Regions from separate parts of the Oryctolagus cuniculus genome. Here region 1 is linked to region 2. A link is a contact called in public Hi-C data. All regions are on one chromosome and are shown on one strand. The core of a region is the stretch at or near the end of the contact, and the rest is flanking DNA. Distances in the headings are between cores, read along the strand shown. Region 1 overlaps HS6ST2 (heparan sulfate 6-O-sulfotransferase 2). Region 2 overlaps LOC103351973 (a long non-coding RNA gene).

Region 1 (6,417 bases), core at 2,673-5,172, 790 kb after region 2:
ACACACACACAACTGCCCTAGAAGTAAAGCATTCCTCTTCTAGACCCCGTCCCCCAAAGGTATCCCTGCTTGTACTTGGTTATAACTCCTTGAGAATTCTAATTAAGTGCTTAGGAATCGAGCCAATGCATTATTTCTTCATTATAGCTCCTCTCTGGGCTATGTCAATAACCCATTTCCTTAGCAGCCAACTCTGAACTGGTGCCCTAAAGCAAAACTCCAGTCTCCTACCTTTTCCTTACTTGGGTGAAATGGCCCTGCTCACCAAGGGTATCTATCCTCCACAAGGGGAAAGGGATTCAACTTTCATTTCCTAAATATGTCAACTTTTTGACCTCCATGTTCTTGTTCATAGTTCCTTCCAAGGGGCCATGAGAACCTTATACAACTGGGACCTTTGGCCACCCAATATTTATTATTTCTGTTTGTGTACAATTTTCAAACTTTTGGTTTTACATTATAAAGTCAAAACACTATTTTCAAATGTACTTAAATTAGGTTATTTACCCCTTTCACTATGGCCAAGTTGCTCATTTGTTCTGTTAGATTCATTTGTCCCTGTCTAAAATCCATCTTTGATTCCCCTGATAGCCCAGCTTGATTTTTAATTAGCATAAAGCATAATTCTCTCTTTGTGGCACACAGTTCTATGGGTTTTGACAAATGCACCCACCACCCCAGTGCCACACAGAGTGAGCCTTTCATGCTAAAAATATCTTTATGGATTCCCCTTTGTAGGCTGGCCTCCCCTTACTCAAACCACTATAAACTACTTATTTGTTTTATATCTCTATAATTTTGCCTTTTTCAGAATGCCATATAAATAGAATCATACAATTACATAAAACAAAAATCAATTTACTACCATTTATTCCATCCCAAGTTCTTTTGTTTGTTGTTTAGTTCCAAGCCAGTGGTATTTTCCCAATCATTCTACCTGAAGAACTTCCTTTAATGTTTTTTGCGGCTATCTAATTATTGCTCAATAACCAGTTACTGGGAATAACTTCATAAGTACAAATAGTTTACAGGCTAACAATGCTCCCATCCCCCAAATCTGTAGCGTTGTTCTCTCTAGCCCATTGAACTGATATCTTGAGTGTCTTTGTTTAGGAGCAAGGACAAATCATCCCACCCATCATCCTAACCACAAAAGTTTGGAAAAATATGTACATTGAATATAATTAGAGCAAAGTGTGCCAATATGTTAATTCTTACCTTTAAACTCCTACTCTGTGGATAGACTGGAGAAACATAAAGAGAGCTTTTTTTCCTTTCTGAATGCTCTTGAATATGCAAATATCTAATAACTTTAAGTTGAAACATATGTGCATTTCATTTGCATACCAAACCTTGTCTTTTATGGACAACTTTCTTTTACTCAAAACACCAACTTCCAGAAAGATATACCCCAAATTAAGGCCATGTTACCATGAGAGGTTACAGTGGGGGCATCACATTTCCATACCCGGATGTCAAGAGAGAGAAAGGAAAACTCCTTGTGAAAAGTAATTCTGTTCTGGTCAATGACGTTGAAGGTATATTGGGTGCAAACCTCAGAACCATGAAATGACTCAGAGCCTGTAATTTAAACTTTATTTCATATCTATTGTTAAATTACACAAAAATCAGTGAATGGTTTGTAAAGCTACACCATTGGACAGAAGTTTACAGTTGAAATCATGTGATTTACATGACAATGACAAAAATGTATATTTATATCATCCCCTATATACAATAATCAGTATAGACAGAGAAAAATGTACTTTATCTCTGCAAACCATGCACACCACAGCAATAACACAAAATGGTTTTTCTATAACAAGCTCTTCCACTGGCTTGGGCTTTGTCCTGCTTTGCAGCACTACCTGTCGGTTTGAAGAACAACCATCTTCAATTAAAACTAAAACAAAATTGAAAATACCAAAGTGCTCAACAGAATATTTTAAAAACACAGTGTACACAAAATAGCTTCACTCTAAAACACTCTGACATGTCAAGGTGTGTGTTTTGGAAAACAAATTCCTTGCAGGATTTAGGTCTCAAAATTCCCAGGACTGTGATACTGTTTGCCAAAACAAAAGGTAGAAATCATAATACAAGCTCAGAGTCAAGAAAACACACTTTAAAACCAAATACTTAACTTCTTGTCTAGTTTGTGGCCATATTATTACAGATGAAACTAGATCACACACATGAGCAGATGGGACAAGATGTGACTTCATGGTCACACTTCTAAGCATGTCCCTACTACAAATATAAATGCCAGCTCCAATCACCTTATTTGATTGATAGCCAGGAGGTTAGTATACGTCCTTACAAAATGGAGCAAAACCCGTAAAACAGAAACTGCCCAGAATCATGACATGTGCTTGACAGCACAGTGGGTTCCATTCTTCTTTCTACATTGCTCAATTTGCAATTGATACCATAAAAGTATTATTTTTGCACAGACTTACACTCCCAAATCACTCTTCTCAACTCACATGTTTCTGATACTTAACTTCATGTCAGGACACTTTTTCCTAGTGTTCTTTCTTAAACAAAAACCTGGTAGAAGGATTAACCCAAAGTATCAGGGGGTAGCTTTTGGTATTATTGAGTAACTCCGGCTATCCCAATGTTCATTCTACCATTTATCAGCCTTTGCTCTTGCAATTGTTTATAAATGTGTCCACATGAAAAAGAACTAATGGGCTAGAAATAGCCAGCTCAACCAGAAACATTACAATACAGGTATACAAAAAGTAAAGAACAGTTCACATTCAGGTTCAGTTATATCTGATCAAGAATAACTTCAAGAATATTTTTAGACACGTTATCCTGCTCAAGAGTCTCTTGATAAGGACCTCACTACACAAACATTGATAAGACATGTTTATAGAAAGAAAGCCCTGACTTTAAATGCAGGATTATTATATACCACAATAAATTCAGAAACACACCATTTAGATGATGAAGAAAGAGTCTATACATGAGTTAGTTTGGAATGAGCACAACTTGGAGAAGCCTTAAAATAATGAGAAGCAGCGCCAAAAAGATTCCAGAGCTGTTGAGATTACAGTGCCAGGGAAGCATCTGGAAATTAGATCTTTACATTGGTATTCCATTTGGAAACAAAAGTGTTCTGTTTGATATGAGACACACCCTGTTTAAAACCTTTAAACAGTAGAAGGTATAAAAAGTTTAAAATTTAAACATCCCTTGAATTACAAGATAGGAATCCTGTTCTTGAAAAGCCAGAATTTTTATATAAAACCACCCATGTTGGGGAGAAGAATTTTTCATTTTCTACATTTTTGGTGAAATTTATCATCAGTTGTTATTCTACTTCAATAGATTCCTTGTTAAAATCAGAACAAAATGAAAGGTTTTGTGTTTCACTTCTGTCAGTTTGCTTATACTTATGCTTATTCTTGGGAAAAAAAAAAGTTTGCTTCTAAGATTGGGTTTTAACAGTGTATCATGAATCATTTAAAGTCCATTTCTTAGCCATAAGTTAAATGGTTGCATTTGATGTTTTCATTTTGTCTCCCTAACTAATTTAAGAACTTCTTAAAATATCTAAACAGCAATTTCTGGTGAGTCTGGTTTGGCTTTTGGATTTCATAAATAGACCAATCCCAAAAAAGACAATTTAATTACATACTGAGATTTGTTTTACCCATGCACAGTATAACATTTAATTGAAAGGCAACTGTAAAGGCAACATCTAAACTTTTTTTTTAAAATCTTCCCAAGTTAAGGAAGCAGGGTGTGTTTGGACACTTTGATCTTTTAGGATCTGCCATCTATTTGGTGGCGCATTGAGGGAAGTGTGCACAAGCCTTTCTGAGTCAACTAACGCCATTTCTCTACACTGCCTATGTAGTCATGGGTACCGTTGCTGGCGTGGCTGCTCTCATTGCGCCCCTGCCCTGGTTTCTGCCTCTGGCTATCCCGGGTCTCCTTCTGGCTCAAATTCTGACTCGAACTCTGAGTCAGATTCTGAATCAGATTGTGCAGCAGATTCTGAGTCAGATTCTGAATTGCATTCAGATTTGGGTTCTGACTCAGATTCTGACTTGGATTCTGGCTCTGACCTTGACTGTGGCTCTGAAAATGGGTCTGAAGGAACCTACCCTTCAGAAATTTGCGTTGTTCCTGACGCTTCCGCCTGGCTTCCTGATGCTCTTTCTGCCTCATAAACTGATACCTTTGCAAAAAGAGATCTTTGGCATAGCTGTACAATTCCATATCCAGAAAATTCAGTCCCTCAATGCGCTTTTGGATTTCCTCATTGATCTCTACACTAGAGGCCCTAGTGGTATTATACTGGGTAAACGGCGAAATGAAGTTCATGTTGAAGGTCTTCTCAAACAGATACTGGGTCTTCCGCTGAAACTCAGTGAGGCCAAAGAATGCCATGTGCTTCAGATTTGATTTGGCACTTTCCAGCAGGACTTTGTTTCTTTGCTTTTCAGGCATGACAGACAGGTTGTAGCAGCCTACCAGAGTCAAGTCTGAGAGCATGCGCACCTGGCGGTTGTTGGCTAGGTTATAAGGGCAGTCCATGAACTCTTTGAGTGGGCAGCCAGACCAGTCATCGCCAGTGTAGCAGCTGGGCAGCTCTTCAGATGTTGGGGGCCTTCCATCACACACGTGCAGGGATGCTTTCCATGTCGCCCCTCTCTGGACATGCCTCCACTCACTCAAGTAGCGGGACACAGGGTCGCGGAGGATGGTGATGTAGTGGAAGTTCCTGTGGATAAAGCACAAAGACCCAAAGTCAGAGATGTGGCTGACATAAGTGGAGTCAGGGAGGTACATGGCACATGTGACGTTCACTAGCCATTAAGAAAGACAAGGGGGGAATGCTAAGGTCCGAGTGCCATGTGTCCTGTGAACTCTGCTGCAGCCCCCGTCCCTCCATCAGTCCCGTTAGCCTAGCAGGATAGCTAATTGTTTCACTGAATCTGCAGCTAAAGCAGGTACAAAGCGGTTACTCTCAAGACATCAGCTTGGCTGTTCATCCCCACTTCCCTTCTATTGCTCCTGCTCCAGCCGATGGCAAATCCTCCTGGTGACGCACTGGCTAAGTAGGTAACCATGTTGTTTATGGTCCCAAAGCCCCCGTTTCCTGATCATGAAATGGAGACTCGGTGGAAGCAAATGATTTATTGACATGAAATGGAGTTGATAAGTGAGCTCGAATTCTAATCTTTCTTATTCAATATGCACATGCATTTTCCCAATATCCAGTCTAATCTAAATGTCTTTAAAAAAAAAAAAAAGAACAAACCTCGCTGGAAGAGCGTTTGCTATGATACTCTTGATTCTGGCTGTTGTCATAACATCAGGGCCTCGTACGTTATGGAAATGGAATGCAGAGATAGGCAGAATAGCTTGGCCTCCAGAAATAAACGGGACTGAAATAGACACAGTAGCTGCCAATGGCACATATGCAAGCTACTACCTCGATTTCAGCCCTTGCTCACATGATAATATTCCCAGGTAGGAAAGTTGACTCTATCAGCGCCAAAACGTCCCTGTTCCTTACCAACACCGACAGGACACATGAATGTCAGCAAGTGTGGAGGCTTTGAGGTATGGCTATCTTCTCTCCGGAGCTGCAAATAGATACCGTGCCTGGCTTAAACAGCAGACCAGCTAACACTGAAACTACACACCGACACACTCACATCCATGCCCCCAACAGGTGCACACACTCACGGCCCCAGACCTTCAAAACATCCAGGTCTCGGATGTGATGGCGCAAGGCCACGGATAGGAAACAAGACTGAGAAGTTTGTTTCAAAGCAGGCACGGCGGAGGTCACGGAAAAGTGTATTGTGGAAGGAAAATGGCAATAAACACAGATTATTTCCTGTCATTTCTTAAAGGAAACCTGGGATACGGCTTACAACTCTTCTGAAATGCGCTTGTCTCCATCTGAGGGAATGGTGGCTTTCTATACAAATCAGAGAACACAGAGGAAGCCTGCTCAGCCTGACTGAATGCTGGCTGATGTCCTCTGGGGACATGGTGCTTCCCAGCTCTTTGGTTTCCAGCAACTCAGGCATCCAGAGACCTATCCTCTATGTCTCTGTTCTATGCAGGGTAAGATCTTCCTTTGTTAGCTGCGAAATTTTACCCAGGCTTCAAGCACCAATTCATCCTTTGATAAACTCTACCCCACCCCTTGCTGCCAGTCTTCACTTCTTCTGGGTTGCCATTGTGTTTCCATGCTCAGCCTTTGTTAAAACATTTTTTTAAATATTTATTTATTTATAAGTCAGAGTCAAGGAGAGAGAAGGGAGAGAGAGATAAAGAGAGAGAGAGAGAGAGAGAGAGAGAGATAACTGCCATCTGCTGGTTCACTCCCAAGATGGCTGCAATGGCTAGGACTGGGCCAGGCTGAAGCCAGGAGCCTGGAGC
Region 2 (6,799 bases), core at 1,982-4,481:
TGCACTCCTTTCAATGTTTTACTTTGTATTGGCTTGGCACAGTGGCACATACTCCTCCTCATCAGGCCTTCCTCGCTCCAGGAAATGCGGAAGCCAGACTTCTGGGTGTCCCTGAGAGCACCAGGAAGCACACCAGCTGCTAAGAAGTCACAGGGAATGAGATCCACCCCCTAACCCCTCATTCTAATACTACTGATACCTTGTGCTAGTCCAACTGCTTTAATGTCTCAGGGGCAGGGCCTGGAGACAAACACCCACAGGCCCCACAAATAGGACCTCTGATTTGTTTTAGTCTTGTCCTCACTGGGTGAGTGTCTGATCCCAACTACTTGCACTTGCCCTGCCTGGCGGCTGCAAACTCATTCCTATCCCCCCTCCCCCAACCCCTACTTAACAGCTTTTTCCCCCCAGGATTCTGACTTCGCCCAGAGCTTATAGAAGACTACAGATTTAAAAGGAAAGATGTCTGCTCAAGGCTGAAGTCCACTCATATTCACAAAATGCCCAACCTTTCTCAACTGCTAGGCCTCAGGAAAGTTCTCATTAACTTGAGGTTTTGTCAAACCACTTCCTGTTGATGGCAGTACTGCTCTGGGAAAGGTGATTAGCCCTGCCCACTAAGGTCTTCTACTCCTACTCCGGCCCTTTCAGTGAGAAAAACATCCACCAAGAGACAAAGGAGCCAGCAAACAAAGCCGCCTTGCAACACCCTGTTTGGGGGAAATCAGCTCATTCTTAATCACTTTTTACTCCTAATTTCCCTCTGTAATAAAATTAAGGCCTATACCACCCAGTTTCATCAGAAATGCCTTGTTTATAAGAATTCCATTTCTACTCTACCTAGGCGTAGCTATTCTTCAATTCAGCCTTGATCCCCAATATTTTCCCAATATTATTTGCTTCCATTGGCCAATTCTTAGTGATCCAGGGCTGAGCATAAGTAAATAAACAGATGCAAATAAGGGCCTAGAGCATGTGACTTTTCACACTGCCAAGTTTCCTGAGTCCTCCATTTTCTGAGCTGAGCACTAGGCTTTGTGTGTTGAGTTGAGAGCAGCCATGGCTGGACAGATAGTTCTGAAGTCTGAATTACAAATACCATCCCTCTTCAAGTGACACATATACTCAAATTTCCATCAATTCCACTTAAAAGGGACATATTTGGACTCATGGTTTCATCATTGGAACACAAGTATGTTCACATGTATGATATTATATTACTTTTAATTTCCTATGACTCTGTCAGGTATATGTTTGCCAATTAAGTTTCAGAAATCAATTTTAAGAGTGATTTTTACATAAGACAGTGTGCTTCCAAAGAATTTAGAAAATAATCACTCACTGTTTAAAAATAAAAAGCACTGTCATAAAATATTGAATTAAGCACTATTAACCTTTTGCATATTTATCGCCATTCTTTCAATAGACACACATAATTCTATTTTATGGTAACACAGGACAATAAATTAGTACTTAAATTGGATTTGTATATGCATTATGTTCCAGATTCCAAATTTTCATTTCTGATTCATGGATAGATTGAATTATCATGAAACATGTGCAACATGTGGATTTCAGACAATAAAACATTTGCGAAGAGCTTCTTGATTGACCTGCTCAATAAAAAATACTAGGTTCTCATTTAATTTTGTAAAAATGTATGCACAGGACATAATATAGCCGTAATGCCACAACTTAAGCATCTTAATTTGAGGCCTGCCTTATCTAATCATTACTACAGTGACATGTATCTCTAAAACTTACATTAAAACAAGCACTATATTTTATGCTTATTAGGATTTCTCCCTTTTTATACTTTTCAAAATTTATACCAAATTTGTTTTATATTTTCTAAAAAATTTAAATAAAAGTTATAATTGATATCTCTCATCCAGATGTATATCCTAAGAAAACACACAACACTTTCCATGTAGCTATAATTTTTGCTAATATCTATATATAAACACAAATACAGAAATAAATATATCAATTGATAATTTCCAGTTAAAATGAATACTCACTATAATACTTGCCATGATTATAAATGTGCAAATTTTAAAAATGCTTACTCATCTCTCTTTTTATATATATATATATATATTACACACACACAAGAGTGCTGCAAAAAGTTCATGAATACAAATTTTAAAAATACTGTATTTTCATGCAAAAAAATCTGTAATCCATGAACATAAGAAGTTTTTATAAAGTTCATGAACAATTCATAGCATGAAAAAATATGCTGGGATTTCAACATGCTTTTGCACAAAAAACCAACTTTTCTTTTAATTCAATTTTGCATGAACTTTGTGAAGCCTCTTTGTATATATGTTTATTTTTAAACATGATTGCATGGACAAAGTCTTCAGCAGTACCTTAAATCATTTGCACACTTGCATATCAATATGCATTCGTGAATGCTTGGAATTTTTCTGTATTTTGCTCTAGAAGGCATTTCTATTCTAAGAAATCATAAAAGTTATACCTGCTGCTGGCAAAGCACTTATAAACTAGAAAATAAATGGTACTACGTCAGTGTAAGAACAAATGGCCACTTTAACAATGTCCTTGCTGTGCATTCTTGTATCTCTGCAGGTTTAACATGCACTTAAATAAAAATAACATTCAAATCCCCTTGTACTTGAACATTAAAACCAGCTTTCCTCATTTGCAGCTTGAACATTTTTCAAGTATCATTAAATATTCTTTGGAATACTGACACATTTTACCATTTTGCCATCTGTTTTTCTCATTTTTTAGAAACAATGTACCTGCTACAACAGCCATGTACGAAGACGTGAAGCAGAGTCGCAGGAAATGCCACTTCCAGCAGACAAGGACTTTTAAAAGGTAGGTTCATCTTCAGTCTTCTCCTTTTGTTTTTGGTCTCCATCTGTTTGGGCGCGGTCTGCTCTCCTAGCAGAAAAGCTAACACTTCTTAGCTTAGCTGGGTGGTTCCACTTCTTTTCAAGGCCCTCCAAGCTCCAAACAGCTTGGGTGCACCTGAGACCTTCAGCATGCAGAGCACATGGAGCCCTGCTATAAACTACCTGGTATTGTCTTGTTCTCTGCATTTCAAGTCCCTAGAGCTTGGGAACACCACGTGTCAGCTTTCCCCAGGTTCTGAGGGGCAGGGAGCAAGACAAATAGCCACAGACCCTGGACTTTGTCAGTTGGTGGAATTCCTCTAGTCCCGCCCACACTGGGAGGATGCCAAGACTCCACCCCATGACTTCCTGTGCCCAGACTTCCTGGCAGCGGCAGACGTAGTCGTGCTTCCCGCGTGGGCAGCTGCTATACCTGGACTCCATCTTTGATCTTCGTCCAGAACTCTAGGGAGGCCCCAGGAGGCGGAACTGAGAGCCAACTAGGACCGGGCCTGCTTAAGCTTGTGACAGAATGGGGCTTTCCCAGTTAAGGACGCTAAAGGAAGAAGCCTTGGGGGTTTTTAATCACTCATTTCCTCATGATGGCAGTGTTGCTCTAGGAACGGCAACTAACAATGCCCTCTCCCCGCCCCCCAGCCCTCTTCTCCCGCCCATCCAGTGTGAAAAAAAATGTGACCAAGTGACAAAAGCCCCAGGAAATATGGCTGCCTTGTTTGTTACCCAGTTTAAAGAAACTGTTCACACTCTGATGATTTTGCTTTTAGTATCTAACTGAAATCTGGGGCCTAAAACTACACACTCATCAAGGGGTCTTTTCAGTTCAGAAATTCAGTTTCCACTTACCTAGCCTTTGCAGTTCTTTTTCTCAACTTTTTTCAGCATTTTCTCATAGTACCCAATTGTCTTGGACTATCAGAGTGCAAGTTTCAGGGATCCAGATCAGAAAGAAAATGGTTGCACCTAAGGGCTTAGAGAAGAGCAAATCTAGGAACAAGTACATTTGATTCTTGACCTGGCTCACTTTCCAAGTTCCACCATTTTCTGGCCTGGATAGCAGGCCTGTGTGTTGAGGGAGAAGCAGCTATTTGTCTAGAACTCTAAGGAAGGTAGTTCTCAAGACTGGCTGCTATACAGTGCCCATTTGGAGAGACGCACCTACTCAAGTATGTATAAATTCCCATCAGAGGAGGCTAATGTAGTCTAATGGTTTCATCATTGAAGACTGGAACACAGGGACATTTCCATGTAGTTATTAAGGCTGACAATGGCTTCCTATGACTTTATTGTGTATGTTCATGTCACTTAGGGATCAGTTTCTCAGAAGCAACTGAGACATACAAATGAGTCAAAAACGAACTATATGAAAATGAAGACTAAAAGCAGTGATAAATGGTACTTTTCAGTGAGACTGATAAACATTTGGATTATGTTTCAACACACCAATAACAACTGAATGTTAATATACTTACTAATTTTGATGCATGCACACAAACATCTGTATTTAGCTTCATACAAAATAATTTTCTATTAAAATTTGGCTTTGTTACCAGTTGGATCATATTTTCACTTGTTTCCTGGGAAGTTTGTCATTATTGTGAAAATCCACAAGACCTAAATTTTTAGTAAATGAAATATTAGCCAAAAAAACCCTCATATGGCCATATTCACTAAAAATATTAGTAGAGTCATAGTGAAGACATTTTCAATTCATAAAACAATTTTTTAACAAGCAGAAATTTAATGCCTATGATGCCATCCCTCAGGTATCAAGATTTGAAGATTTATGTTTTCTAAACTTTATTATGTTCACATATACAGTATATAAGTATATTCCCTAAAATAAACAAACATGTATACCTCACAGAATGCAGCTTTTTCTCCCTTCTCAAAATTTTAACCTACAGTTTTACCTGACATTCAATCTTATTATTAAAAATATAACAGATTATATTATTGTATAAACAAAATGTGTGCATACCTCCTATACCATGATCCAGATGCACATTTTCTCAAAGCTTCAAGTCAATACATTCACTATTTTTGTAGCCATCTACAATATTTCACACATATTTCCCTGCATATTTGGCTACTAAAAATTGGATCTTGCAATTTTTTCATGATAATGAAATCTGCCAACAAAACAAGTGAAAATATGATCCAAATCATGATAAATAGATGAATCCCATTTTAATGTAGACTTATGGCTGTTGGTGAAGCCAAATATAAAATTTGAATATGTATGCATATGTACATACACACATGTATATACATATACATACAAACTCATGCATATATGGAAAAGAGGGAAGTTTAATTGCATTGTTACTATAATAATCACCATGATTTAAAGATATAATTTTTGACCATGAGTACATGTATAGACATATATATATGCTAATGTATGGTAGCTTTGGGATCCGCAAGGAGGGAAGGCCTATACTTCCGGGAATGGAGAGTCCCTAACTCGCACTTCAGGGGAAGAAAAGTCCTAGTCCAGGTCCCCACAGGTGTCTAAAGGTCAACCAGTGAGGATCAGAACTGCCCCAACCTTTAACCCCCGTGCCCTGTATCTATAAAAGGAGCCCTCCCAACCTCTGACGTGCAACTTCCCCGGCCCCCGCTCTGTTGGGACCGGGGAACCTCACCCGGGAGCGGAATCCCAATAAAAGCTTGTGAATTCATTGATTCATCTGCCTGGGAAGATTTGTTACGCACTGGACACCTTGCAATGTATATCTTTATTTCCACAATCAAGAGAATATGGAGTCATTTTGAAAAAAAATCTTCATCATTATCTTACACAAATTGTCATGTTTCCACACACATATATGTATTTGGAAAACTTGAAATTTCTTCATTCCATTATAATCTTAGTATCCAAGATATTCAAAAAAGCAATACCTGCTGTGCACAATTGTTCAAATTTTTGAAATTTCACAAAGCTAAAAATAAACTGACTCAATCCCTACAAGAATAGTTTTCAATGTCACCCTCATCTCTTAATTATATGCATCTAATGAGTTTTTAAATAATATTCAAATTCCTTGTATCTTCTGAGTTCAAATATGTTTTCTGTACTGAATGTAACTACAACGTTTTTCACATTTCATTATCCTTTGGAATACTATTTTTAAGAGAGTAGCCTCTGACATTTGGAATTTCTCAAAATTAAACATGCTTCTTAACAATATGTTCAGTTACAAATTCATTTACAAAGAAGTGCGGTGAAATCACAGGTGATGCCACCTCAAATGGAGAAAGACTTGTAAAGTATGATTGTATCTTCAAACCTTCTCTTGTGTATGCTCAAGACTACTGATTCCTTAGATTTGTTTTGTGTCATCAAGCCAGCAAGTTTTACCAATAATTTCTTCTGTACATGTTTGTTCTAGATTTGTGATTGAATTCAAATACATAAGCATTGTGAAAAATCGTGTAGAATACACAAATCAATGAAAGACATGAATACTGTATCCCAACTCAACCTACCCCAAAGGAACCTCTATTGGTATTTTAATGGGTGCATGTATTGAAATGTTGAAAATAAGATGTGCAGGCATTCATGAAAGCTGACATTATTTACACATTTATCCACAGAGGAATGCATGACTATTTGTTTTCTTCAATTATGTCATGGTTAAAATGTAGGTTGAATTTTGTGTCACTATTTCATTACTCAGCATTGGATGACAGATAACTAGTTATGATAGTTCTTTATTTTTTTAAACTCATAAAATTATTTTACTGATAATCAATGCTTAAGCATAATATATGCAACTGACAAAGTAAAGATAAACTGAGTAGTTACGAAACAGGAAGAGAGGATACTCCTGATCACGTGCTTCAATCTCTTGGATTCTGCCTTTGCTTCTATATGTTTTGTATTTGTGTATGTCTGTGTGTGTATACAC

The links. Hi-C and Micro-C count contacts between places; a contact is called where the count stands out from the background.
Region 1: a contact with region 2 is called in a Hi-C map of an unstated tissue, with 5 times the contacts expected there. The contact joins two enhancer-like sites. A contact is called at or near these places in 2 of 6 Hi-C or Micro-C datasets (skin fibroblasts and an unstated tissue).

Annotation. Positions count from the first base shown.
Region 1 is chrX:110,234,544-110,240,960 of mOryCun1.1, forward strand. HS6ST2 (heparan sulfate 6-O-sulfotransferase 2) reads right to left here. Exons shown (of 4, transcript XM_008273223.4): 4 at 1,583-4,741. The coding sequence ends at 3,841. Among named protein-coding and RNA genes, the nearest start is that of MBNL3, 180 kb to the left of the region's middle. Within about 2 kb of position 3,923, at least 1 of the 8 cell types and tissues checked has an H3K27ac peak or open chromatin away from gene starts, as enhancers often do.
Region 2 is chrX:109,450,035-109,456,833 of mOryCun1.1, forward strand. It overlaps LOC103351973 (a long non-coding RNA gene), which reads right to left. Exons shown (of 4, transcript XR_011385395.1): 2 at 2,772-6,799. Among named protein-coding and RNA genes, the nearest start is that of STK26, 150 kb to the right of the region's middle. Within about 2 kb of position 3,232, at least 3 of the 8 cell types and tissues checked have an H3K27ac peak or open chromatin away from gene starts, as enhancers often do.